Linked DNA regions of Pan troglodytes: region 1 is linked to region 2. Evidence: chromatin contacts called from public Hi-C data. All regions are on one chromosome and are shown on one strand. The core of a region is the stretch at or near the end of the contact, and the rest is flanking DNA. Distances in the headings are between cores, read along the strand shown. Region 1 overlaps CERS4 (ceramide synthase 4). Region 2 overlaps TIMM44 (translocase of inner mitochondrial membrane 44).

Region 1 (6,020 bases), core at 2,039-4,538, 320 kb before region 2:
GAATCAAAGAGCGTGGGACTCAGTGGGGAATGACAGTGTAGTGTCAGGGTTCGGGTCCCATGCCCATGGCTGCAGCAACTGTGATCATCGCCCTCACCCTCCAAGCATTCACACACACTCTGCCACTCACCTGGTTTGGGTACCTGTCCCAGCACATTACTGGTGCCCACAGCCATGACTCCTGCAGGGAAACGGGTGTCAGGCTGTGCGGAGGTGAGAATCCAACCTCACACCCTCGGTCTGTGGTCTCTTTGGTTCTCTTTCCACAGTCTCATAGATGCTACCTTCACCCAGCCCTGCTTTTTCCTGCTTCTCACTCTCGACTGGGGGGCTCATTCACTGCAGAACCCCAACTTTTGGTGCATAGTAAATCCAAATACCTGTTGAGTGAACATTCACCACCATCTTGCCAAGCTCGCTCTCTCCTCAGCTGCATGTTTTCCTCTCTGGCTGCACCAGTCCACACCACCCCCCTCCTGCCAGATCTAGGCCAGGTGGATGGGGCAGGTGAGCAGTCAGCTATACTCCGGTATACTTACGTGGTACAGGACCGAGAGGCCGCCCACGAAGGAGGACAGGTAGAAGAGAAACCTCCAGCTGTGGATGGGGAGGGAGCTGTGAAAACAGCAGACACCCGCCCCCCCTCCCCGCCCCCCGGTTCCCTGCACCCCAGAAGCCCCATCCTGGACTTACCTGGCCTCACAGAACTTCTTGGTCAGCTGGGGTCGATCCTGGTTCCGGCGTCTCCGGAACCATCGCTGGGTCTGCCACAGCGTGAGGCCACACTGGGCGGCCAGGAGAGACAGCTGGGGCTGGGGAGGGGGTGATGGGGACAAGGGTCACAGAGGCCCTGTGGTGGCTTCCCCCATGTCCCCAGACAGGACTTGGCTCTGCCCTCTCCACTGCAGCCCCACATCTTGCCTACAGGGTGACCATGTCTATATGGAGGGGCAGTGTTGGGGGTCCCAGCGTGGGGCCCTGCAGAACACTTGGGCCCTAAGAGAAGCAAATCCTGTTCATAGGGCAGGCAGGTCGCTGATGGGGATGGGATTAAGAGAGATGCTGGCGTGCAGCATCCCCTACCCGCAGATAGGCTTCCCTGCGTCCCTCCAGAACGGTCAGTTCTCACCTCCAACCTAGACAGGCAGTTGAGACCTTGCCCCAGCCCCAAGCCCTACCTGAAGAGGGAAATTGACAAGTAAAGGGGGAGTCACGTCTAGCTCTGCAGAAGCTGCCCTGTCGCCTCTAGGGTATGTGGTCTTCACCATTCCCCACCCCACTCAGGACGCAGCCAAGCCTCCACAGCACAGACCCTGTCCAGCGGGCAGCCACACCAGAGACGGGAATGGAGGGAGGGTCACAGGGCTGCTTCTGTTACTCCATTCCCTACCAGCTCAGACCTTCCATTCCTCCCCAGGATAGGAGAGCAAGCAACTACTCTCACTCTCCTAGAATCTGTCCATTGTGCAACTGTGCCCACTAAGGCTCAGGGAGGCTGGGAGGGGAGGGGCCCCATCTCCCAAGGAGGCTGGGAAGGGCGGGTCCTCATCTCCCAGGGAGGCTGGAGGGGTGGGGCTCCATGTCCCAGGGACCCTGGAAGGGGTGGGGCCCATTTCCCAGGGAGACCAGGAGGGGCGGGGCTCCATGTCCCAGGGACGCTGGGAGGGGTGGGGCGTCGTTTCCCAGGGAGGCTGGGGGGGTAGAGCCATTTCCCAGGGAATTGAGGATGAAGAGTGGAAAGTAGGGGCATTGCAGGGGTGCCTGCAGCCACCTTGGCTTCTCCTGCCCCAACAAATGGGCCACACACCATCCCCACGCCCCACCCCCAGGGCAGTAGTGCGGGTCGGAGGGCATGGGGGGCTCTCACCTCCTTGGGCCTGTGCCCTTCCGTGAGGAAGTGTTTCTCCAGCGTGGCGTTGGGCTTCACTTGCCTCCTGGTCTGATCCCTCACACCCAGCCACCGGCTCAGGGGCAGGCCAATGAATCTGGGTGCAAAGGAGACAGAGCCTATCAGCCCAGGTGAAGAGATGGGACTGCCAGTGTGTGGGGGCAGACATGCTGCCGGTGGGAAAACCAAGTCTCGGAGGAGCAAAGTTACAGGCTCAGAGAGCACAGCTGGCACATGGCAGGGTGTGTAAGACTCTTTTTTTTTTTTTTTTTTTTTTAAGAGCATTGCTCTGTCGCCCAGGCTGGAGTGCAGTGGCGCGATCTTGGCTCACTGCAAGCTCCGCCTCCCGGGTTCACGCCATTCTCCTGCCTCAGCCTCCCGAGTAGCTGGGACTACAGGCGCCCGCCACTATGCCTGGCTAATTTTTTGTATTTTTTAGTAGAGACGGGGTTTCACTGTGTTAGCCAGGATGGTCTTGATTTCCTGACCTTGTGATCCGCCCACCTCGGCCTCCCAGAGTGCTGGGATTACAGGTGTGAGCCACCGCGCCCGGCCTAAGACTTGGTCTTTCTTTTCCATCTGATCAGAGGGTTCGGAGGCCCAGTCAGAAAGGCTCGTGGGGCAGGACTCGATTTTCCACTTATTCCTGGCCTCATCCCCTGGGGCCCTGGAGGGGTAGCCTGGCTGCTGCGTTAGACCAAACCTAAGAAAGGCAGCTGACTCATGCCTGTTATCCCAGCACTTTGGGGCTGAGGTGGGCGGATCACGTGAGGTCATAAGTTCGAGACCAGCCTGACCAATATGGTGAAACCCTGTCTCTAATGAAAATACAAAATCATCTGGGTGTGGTGGCGTGCACCTGTAATCCCAGCTACTCGGGAGGTTGAGGCAGGTGAATTGCTTGAACCTGGAGGTGGAGGTTGCAGTGAGCCAGGATTGCATCTACTGAAAGTACAAAAAATTAGCCGGGCGAGGTGGCGGGCCCCTGTAGTCCCAGCTATTTGGGAGGCTGAGCTGAGGCAGGAGAATGGTGTGAACCCAGGAGGCGGAGCTGGCAGTGAGTCAAGATCGCACCACTGCACTCCAGCCTGGGTGACAGAGCAACAAGACCCTGTCTCCAAAAAAAAAAAAAAAAAAAAAAAGCAGCTGGACCTTCGTCTGTAGGGTGAGGGTGTGCAGACCAACTCTTGGGGTACCCAGGTACCTTTGCCCAATCCCAAACCAGGGACAAGAGTCTTTACTGCCTGTCTCACTGTGGCCTGGGTCCTGGTCTGACCCCCCGCCAGTCTAGGGGCTCCCCACGGGCAGGGGCAGGGGCTGGGGCTGTTCCCGCTCCAAGCCCCTCCTCCCAGCATCCCCCATTCCGGGGTAGAGACTTGGAGATCAGGGACCCTGGTCAATGACCACATTGCCCACAAGAGGGCGCGCCAACACCACAGGTGGGGACCGAATTTTATATCCACCATCCCTCCTAACATCATGCCTCATTTGGTGAAAGGCTCAGAGCAGCCTAGCAAGGAACTCATGGCAGACTAAATCATGATGCGGAGAGAATGAGCGCTTATCTGCTAAGCATGGGGCCAAGTCCATGTGATACACTGGCTCGTCTAACCCTAACTCAGTCCCTATTGTCCTAATGGGTAAACTGAGGCTCAGAGGGTCAGAGACATGCCCAAGGTGACACTGTGAGCAGGTGAAAGACCTGAAATTTGAACTCAGGATTCTGGTTTTTGGTCCTGCCTCCTGCCTCTTAAAGTCTCATTTTGGAGGTGGAGGGCGGGAGGATTGCTTGAACTCAGGAGTTCAAGACCAACCTGGGCAACATGGTGAGACCTTGTCTCTACTAAAAATACAAAATTTAGCTGGGTTGTGGTGTCACTTGCCTGTAATCCCAGCACTTTGGGAGGCCAAGGTGGGCGGATCACCTGACATCAGGAGTTTGAGACTAGTCTGGCCAACATGGCAAAACCCCGTTTCTATTAAAAATACAAAAATTAGGTGTGGTGGCACATGCCTGTAATCCCAGTTACTTGTGAGGCTGAGGTAGGAGAGTCGCTTGAACCTGGGAGGTAGAGGTTGCAGTGAACTGAGATCATGCCACTGTACTCCAGCCAAGGTGAAAGAGCAAGACTCTGTCTCAAAAAAAAAAAGTTAGCCAGGCGTGGTGGCATGCCTACAGTCCCAGCTACTGGTGGGGATGAGGCTTTCTTTTTTTTTTTTTTTTTTGAGATGGAGTTTTGCTCTTGTTGCCCAGGCTGGAGTGCACTGGCATGATCTCAGCTCACTGCAACCTCTGTCTCCTGGGTTCAAGCAATTCTCCTGCCTCAACCTCCTGAGTAGCTGGGACTATAGGCGTGTGCCACCACACCCAACTAATTTTTTGTACTTTTAGTAGAGACAGGGTTTCACCATGTTGGTCGGGCTGGTCTTGAACTCCTGACCTCATGATCCGCCCGCCTTGGCCTCCCAAAGTGCTAGGATTACAGGCATGAGCCACTGCACCCAGCCTAATTTTTGTATTTTTTTTTTTTTAATAGAGATGAGGTTTCACCATGTTGCGCCGTCTGGTCTCGAACTCCTGGACTCAAGCGATCCACCCGCCTCAGCCTCCCAAATTGCTGACATTACAGGAATCAGCTACCACGTCTGGCCTAGATTCAAAAAAAAAATTTTTTTTTTAAAGGGCTAAAGCCCCTGCGTTTGAAACTGGAAAACCCTCCGCCCACCCCACTGTCCTTCACAGAGGCCCTGGGATGCCTTTGGGATGGGATAACACCCCAGCTCACTTTTTTTTTTAAATGGAGCCTTGCTCTGTTGCCGAGGCTGGAGTGCAGTGGCACAATCTTGGCTCACTGCAACCTCCACCTCCCAGGTTCAGGCGATTCTCCTGCCTCAGCCTCCCGAGTAGTTGGGATTACAGGTTTGTGCCCAGCTAATTTTTGTATTTTTAGCAGAGATGGGGTTTCACCATGTTGGCCAGGCTGGTCTCAAACTCTTGACCTCAAGTGATCCACCCACCTCAGCCTCTCAAAGTGCTGGGATTACAGGCGTGAGCCACCGTGCCCGGCCTCCCATCCCTGTTTTATGAAGATGCTGGCATACCCAGCTGCAGGCAGTGCAGTGTTCCTATAAACCAGCTGCAGGCAGTGTTCCTATAAACCAGCAATCAGAGGCCAGAAGTGTGGGTGGTGGCGGCTGGGGGCAGGCTGGAGCCAGGGAACCCGCTTTGGTGCAAAGCCAGCTTCTACTCGGGACATGCTGCAATGGCAAATTGCACACAGGGCACGAGCACATACTGGAGCGACTGCGGGGGCAATGGATTGCGGCAGGGCAGACACTCACCTCTCAAAGGCAAGGCGCATGGCCAGGAGGACCAGCGCCAGGGGCAGGGCTGCCAGCAAGTCCTGGGGGTGGGGGTAGACACGGCCATCCCGGTCTTCTAGCTCTGTCCACGTGACATTGGGTGGTAACCAGAACCTGTCCTGCCAAAACCACTCGTTGAAACTGGACAGCATTCTGTGGACACAGGTTCCAGTTAGCTGGGAGGTCTGCAAGCAGAATGGGTGGGGCAAGTGGGGCCTGAGAGGCTGGAGCCTCAGAACTCCTACTCGGGCCCCTATCAGCGCAGTTGACAACCAGGAGGCGGGACTGGAAGATGGAACTCCCCTTGCCTGGGACTTTGGAACTGTTCTCTGGCCCCAGAAGAGTCCCAAAGCCCCCTATGGCCCAAAGAAGACTTTGGAACTGTCCTCTGGTCCCAGAAGAGCCACCACTTCATTCTCATCACTCCCACTCCATTGCCTGGTCAGTGTTAAAAGGAAGAGTTGGGCTGTGTGTCCTCAGGCAAATGACTTGACCTCTCTGAACCTCAAGTTCATCTGTAAAACAGAGTAGTAGGCCGGGCGCAGTTGCTCACGCCTGTAATCCCAGCACTTTAGGAGGCCAAGGTGGGTGGATCACGAGGCCAGGAGTTCAAGAGCAGCCTGACCAACATGGTGAAACCCTGTCTCTACTAAAAATACAAAAATGAGCCGGGCGTGGTGGCACATGCCTGTAATCCCAGCTACTCAGGAGTCTGAGGCAGGAGAATCACTTGAACCTGGGAGGCGGAGGTTGCAGTGAGCTGACATCG
Region 2 (6,231 bases), core at 3,451-5,950:
TGGAGGAAGCAGCCAAGACGGCCAAGCAGTCGGCCGAGTCGGTATCCAAAGGCGGGGAGAAGCTGGGCAGGACAGCGGCCTTCAGAGCCCTCTCCCAGGTGAGCCCAGTCCTGGGCTAGGGCGTGCAGCCTGGGGCGGCCGAACCCAGACACCCACCCCAGCCCCGCTGTGCCTCCCTCGCAGGGGGTGGAGTCCGTGAAGAAGGAAATTGACGACAGCGTCCTGGGACAGACCGGGCCCTACCGGAGGCCCCAGCGACTCCGGAAGAGAACGGAGTTTGCGGGAGATAAGTTCAAGGAGGAGAAAGTGTTTGAGCCAAACGAGTAGGTACCAGCCCGTGGCCCTCGCTGCCCCCATTTTGGGCAGCTTTCACTGCTGTCTATTTCGGGAGCCCACCAATGGTTCCCTCCTGAGTCCGTTTCTTGAGTTTGCCTTCTGCCCAAGGTTCCCGGCTCCCTCGAATTTGAGGGTGAGAGGTGAGGGCGGGGTCCTCAGAGCCCCTAGGTTTGAGGTCTCAGCTGCCTGCTGTCCTCTGCTGCCCCCTGCCTGCAGCCGCAGGAGGGCACAGGGTGGCCCCGGCGCCGCCGCTCACCCCAGGGCCCACCCTCTTCCCCAGGGAGGCCCTGGGGGTCGTGCTGCACAAGGACTCCAAGTGGTACCAGCAGTGGAAGGACTTCAAGGAGAACAACGTGGTGTTTAACCGTGAGTGAAGGTGTCTTGGAGGGCAGGTGACTGTGTCCCGGGCAGTTGGTGGACCGCAAGGTGATCCCCATGCATTGGGCACAAGACAGCCCCGTTTTGCAGAGGAGGAGATCGGGGTCAGAGTGGGCCGGTCGCTTCTTTGCGGTCACATGATGGTGCGGCTGTAGATTCTGCCGCCAGAAGCCAGGTGCTCCCTCATAAGCACAGTCAGGGCCCCGAAACGAGCCGCAGGCCCCTGTCCCTTGTCCTGTGAGGACTGCTAGAGGCCTGTGTTTCCTTTGTAGTGAAAGCAACAGCCAGCGGGGTGGCGGCCCATAACTTATACAGCCCCATTAGGGCCGCAGCTGAGGGGCCTCTGCGCCTGGCCAGGTAGGTGGGCAGGCAGCGGTCCCCAAGCACAGATGAGGATGCAGGTCCACAGCCGTCCCCTCCCTGACCCCACCCGTGTCAGGGTGGATCCTGCAGGGGTCACAGGGAGCCCCTGGAAGCTGTGAGGGAGGGTTGTGTTTCTGGAAAGGGCCCCTTCTCCAGCACCTGCCCCATCTTCCACAGGGTTCTTCGAGATGAAGATGAAGTATGACGAAAGCGACAACGCGTTCATCCGGGCATCCCGGGCCCTTACGGACAAGGTCACCGACTTGCTGGGTGAGTGAGTCATCCCTGGACCTCGCCAGGCTGGTGGTGGGGCGGGGTCCCCGGCCATCCCCCCGAACTCCCGGCTGTGCTCCCTGCAGGGGGCCTGTTCTCCAAGACAGAGATGTCGGAGGTGCTCACAGAGATCCTCCGGGTGGACCCGGCCTTTGACAAGGACCGGTTTCTGAAACAGTGCGAGAACGACATCATCCCCAATGTCCTGGAGGTGGGTGCCACACCCCCAGGACCCCTCCCATGCGGCAGGTCCTGGCTCCACCACCTCCCCAACCCCAGCTGGCACCCTGGGTGCTGCCAGGGAACTCTGCTGCTGAGGCTGTTTTCTGAGGAGGCTGGTTGCACACGGGCTCCTGCCTGGCTGCAGCTGCCCCATGAGCTGTGCCCGAAGCCCTTCCTGGGCCTTACCGGCACCTCCGGTACCTCCAGGTGCTGTTTCCCTCACTCCTCCTGCCTGAGGCTCTTGTTCCTTTGAGGTTGCTGGGAGCAGCTGCTGGAGGCTAGGGATTGTCTCAGGTGCCTGGAGCCCCTCACCCCTTGGGAGAAGTGGGCGTCTGTCTTCAGACATCAGAGCTGGCCCCAGGCCACGTCTGACCCAGAGCTGCAGCCGAGGGGGTTCCCTCACGGTGCTGTCCCTGGCAACCAGACCCTCGTTGGGCTTATAGATGAGGGTATCTTGCTCAAGGTCATGCTGCAGCCTGCCCCCTACAAGCCTCTCCCTGAGGTTGGTGGCCTCTTGTCTTCCCTGCTGCCTCTGCCTCTCTGCAGCCCCCAGGATGCAGGAGGAGCCTGGACACCTTCGGCCCAGTTGGGCCAGGCCTCTGGAAGGCCCTTCATGGGACTCTCCATCCTTGGCCCCGCCGGCCTCCGCCCAACGTCCTCCTCCTCCTCCAGTTTCCCGTATCCTTCCCGCCACTTCGGGCAGGGCTGGGAGGCGGTGCGGATGGGCGCCATGCCCCAAAACAGCAGCCTGAGCACCGCAGTGCCTTCCGGGATGGGTGATGGGTGATGGGTGCCAAGTGTTCTGGCCACCCGCCCCCTGCCGCTCACAGCTTTCACCACCAGCATCCGGCTCCTTCCCGCTCTTCTCCCCGCTCCAGGCACCTCCCTCCCCCTCATCGGATCCGGCCCAGGCTCCAGGATCCTGTGGAAGCAGCTCCCAGCCCAGGCATGCCCCCTGCAGCCCACCCCTCCCTCTCGCTGCCCCCAGCAGTTAGGAGGCAGCCGGTCCCATGGTGGGCCTTGCAGTCCGAAATGTGGTCCCCTGGGGGGACAGAGGACATGGGCTCACTGCGGGAGCCGGAGTTGGGTCCTCATCTCCCTGGCTTGGATTCCTGACCAGGCTGAAAGCTGGGTCCCCAGCCACCTTTCTCTTCCTCCACCAGGTTCCAGGGGGGTCCCTCTGTGGGGTACCTCCTGGATGGTCGCCCGCAGGCTGCCCTCCGCCTGTGCCCAGGCCAGAGCCAGGCACTGACACCAGCAGGGACGGGCCTGGGGAGGGACACCCAGTGCCACAGCTCCACCCGCGCCCCACAGGTGGCAGCCGGGGGTGTCTGAGGAAACTCCCCACCCCGCACCACTGGAGAATGTTCCCAGGACCTCGCCTGCTGCCTGAAAAGCCCACTCTCGTTCTGGTGCTTATTTTCCCTTCCTTTTTAGGCCATGATTTCTGGAGAGCTTGACATTCTCAAAGACTGGTGCTATGAAGCTGTGAGTACTTCCTTTCTTTTTCTTTTCTTTTTTTTTAAGGCCTAAAAAATCACCATGGAGAAGTTCCACTTCGGTGGCTCCGTTGGGGTAGCTCCCAACAGTCAGGACCTGGGCTCCTGGTGGGGGAATCCTCATGTCTCACCCTCCGAGAGCCTGACATCCCCCCCTGCCCCTTTCCATTCCTCAGCATGTGACACATCTGGGCTCTCAGGCTGGACACCGGGTCACCCGCCAGTCCTTTGCTCCCAGACTGTAAACTTTGTTAGGGAGAATCCTTCTCTGGGCTGGTATCTAAGAGATGGCTGGTTGGGGGTGTCCCCTGGGCCCGTGAGAGATCACAAAGCTGCCAATTTTACTGGGCCTTGTTTTTCCTTCCAATCTTAAAATAATTTTGGTTAGGTCTGGGCACGGTGGCCTATGCCTTCAATCCCAGCAGCCCAAGGCGGGAGATTGCTTGAGCCCAGGCATTCAAGACTAGCCTGGGAAACATAGCAAGATCCCGTCTCTACAAAAAAATTTAAAATGAGCCAAGTGGCAGGGTGCGGTGGCTCATGCCTGTAATCCCAGCACTTTGGGATGCCAAGGCAGGCGATTGCCCGAGCTCAAGAGTTCGAGACCAGCCTGGGCAACATGGTGAAACCCCATCTCTACTAAAATAAAAAGTTAGCCAGGCATGCTGGTGCATGTCTGTAATCCCAGCTACTGGGGAGGCTGAGGCAGTAGAATTGCTTAAATCCGGGAGGCGGAGGTTACAGTGAGCTGAGGTCGCGCCACTGCACTTCAGCCTGGGCAACAGAGCAAGATTCTGTCTCCAAAAAAAAAAAAAAAAAAAATGAGCCAAGCGTGGAGGCAGGCACCTGTTGTCGCAGCTATTAGGGAGGCTGAGGTGGGAGGATCACTTGAGCTCAGGAGGTCAAGGCTGCAGTGAGTCATCGCACCACAGCACTCCAGCCTGGGTGACAGATCAAGACACTGTCACTAAGGAAATAATAGGTCGGGCACGGTGGCTCATGCCTGTAATCCCAGCACTTTGGGAGGCTGAGGTGGGCATATCACCTGAGGTCAGGAGTTCGAGACCAGTCTGGCCAACATGGTGAAACCCCGTCTCTACTAAAAATACAAAAATTAGCCAGGCCTGGTGGTGGGCGCCTGTAATCCCAGCTACTCGGGAGGCTGAGGCAGGAGAATCGCTTGAACCCAGGAGGCAGAGGTTGCAGTGAGCCAAGATTGCACCACTGCACTCCAGCCTGGCAACAGAGCGAGACTGTCTTAAAAAAAAAGAAATAATAATTTAGGGAAGGAGAGTCCCAGGAGAGGTGATTGCAGCCATGAAGTAAAATGTGTCTGGGGGCCGACTGCCCTATTTCAGGTGGCTGCAGTGGCCTGGGGTGCAGGCTGGGGCCGGGGGTCAGGGAGAGTGTGGGTCTCCCACATGACGGGGGGCGCTGGGAGTCAAGTGGGGTTTGAAGGTGTCACCCACCCCACTTCCCAGGCCAGAGCAGAGTCCCTGTGCTCACCTCCCACGGGTCATGAGAATGAAGTGTGATCACAGAAACCAGGGCAGTGCTGGCCCCGGGCCAGAGGGAACCCACAGAGGTAACCCTGGTAACCAAACAGCCCCTGGAAGAGTTGGGGGAGCTTTCATCGGTGACCCGGGGCTGCCACCTATGGGGCACGGATGGGGTTGCGGCACTGGGTGCCCCTCCCCAGGCCCTGGGAGCCTCTAGCTGTCCTCATGACATGATCCTGAAACATAGATCCAAACAAAACATCGATAGTCTTCCCACGCCAGGAAGGAGCTGTGTCCTGATGAGGCCTCAACTGCTTCTCAGAGTCAAGGCTTGGGGTTCGGGGGCCACCAGCAGCACCGCGTACCTGGGGTCTGGTCTAGCTGTCTGCCCCATCCCCGGCAGCCTCCCTGTCCCTGCCCGAGTCCATCCCTGTGGGGCTCCCAGCTCTCATCTCCTCAGGCCACCTCATCTCACCCTATTCGCTCCCCGACCTGTGTGTTTCTTTCCCCCGGCTTCTTCGTATTAAGCGATCCAGAATCGTTCTTGGCTAATTCTATTCTGCACCCAGCTCATAAACAACTTGGAAAAAGCAGAGGAGAAGATGTCAGATTTTCTTTTTAAATACTCCCCTGCATGGTGACTAATCCAGCAGGCATTTATGAGTTTCGATGTGGATTTTTTTTTTTTTTTTTTTTTGGTTTTTTGTTTTGTTTTTACCTTGGGACCATTACGCCACAGCTGACTCGCTTTGCCAGGGAGCTGCTGGTGCCCTGGAAACACAGCTGAAGTTCCAGCCACGTCCACAGAAGTGTTTTTAAAATGTCACCTTTAAGAAACCGAACAAGTAGGATTGGCTCTGTTTTTTTTTTTCTCTCCCCTCCGCGGATCAGTCATTTCCATAAAAAGTAGATGCTATCAGAACATCTTTTCTCTCATGGTTTCATGCCAAGCCCAGAGAAACCTCCAGCGAAAACGTGTCTCGGGGGCTGCTTCCTGTGCCTGGCACAGGCGCAGGGGGTTGAGGGTGACACTGGGGGCTGGTCAGTGACAGAGGCAGCCTCAGGCTGAGGACAGATCCTAGAAGAGGCGTTTGATCTCAGGCCAAGATTCAGAGTGCGGTGAATATGGAAGTATTAAAGATCAGCCAAGGGGCCGCCAGCTTAGCCCTGGGAGTAGATTTGGGATTTTGTTCCAAGAGAATCACCCACTTTGCTGATTAATCCTGTTTTCATTGGGTCATCTGGATAGAGTGTTGTTCCCAGGAGAGGGAAGCGTGTGATCTGGGCCAGTAAGTGGGTGGCACCTGCCTCCCCACTTGGACCTGGGCTCTTGGCCTCTGCCATTGCTGGCTGGCGGCAGGGCACCTGGGTGCCAGGGTGTGTGGGCAGCAGCTCTGTGTGGCGTGGTGCCCGCCCTGGGTGGCATCACGCAGGCGTGTCGGCCTCTCATTGCAGACTTACAGCCAGCTGGCCCACCCCATCCAGCAGGCCAAGGCACTGGGTCTCCAGTTCCATTCTCGCATCCTAGATATTGACAACGTCGACGTAAGCACCTCGCAGTGGGGGCCCGGGCCACCATCGGGGGTGGGAACTATGGCCCAGACAAGGCCCAGGAGGTGGCCTTGCCAGGGGCTGGGGGCCATGGGCTGATCCAAGAGGTC

The links. A called contact is a pair of places that touch in the nucleus more often than the background predicts.
Region 1: a Hi-C map of stem cell-derived neural progenitor cells shows a contact between it and region 2, with 5 times the contacts expected there. The contact joins two enhancer-like sites. A contact is called at or near these places in 1 of 7 Hi-C or Micro-C datasets (stem cell-derived neural progenitor cells) and 1 of 1 datasets of contacts at active chromatin or transcription factors (stem cell-derived excitatory neurons).

Annotation. Positions count from the first base shown.
Region 1 is chr20:10,664,344-10,670,363 of NHGRI_mPanTro3-v2.0_pri, reverse strand. It overlaps CERS4 (ceramide synthase 4), which reads right to left. Exons shown (of 12, transcript XM_016934918.4): 3 at 5,231-5,404; 4 at 1,868-1,985; 5 at 694-812; 6 at 540-597; 7 at 131-181. The coding sequence starts at 5,403. Among named protein-coding and RNA genes, the nearest start is that of CD320, 43 kb to the left of the region's middle. Within about 2 kb of position 3,288, at least 4 of the 24 cell types and tissues checked have an H3K27ac peak or open chromatin away from gene starts, as enhancers often do. A contact at or near this core is called in stem cell-derived neural progenitor cells, where this site is marked.
Region 2 is chr20:10,343,925-10,350,155 of NHGRI_mPanTro3-v2.0_pri, reverse strand. It overlaps TIMM44 (translocase of inner mitochondrial membrane 44), which reads left to right. Exons shown (of 13, transcript NM_001280516.1): 5 at 1-98; 6 at 184-323; 7 at 617-702; 8 at 1,255-1,347; 9 at 1,437-1,561; 10 at 3,010-3,060; 11 at 6,026-6,115. Among named protein-coding and RNA genes, the nearest start is that of CTXN1, 5.5 kb to the right of the region's middle. Within about 2 kb of position 4,700, at least 5 of the 24 cell types and tissues checked have an H3K27ac peak or open chromatin away from gene starts, as enhancers often do. A contact at or near this core is called in stem cell-derived neural progenitor cells, where this site is marked.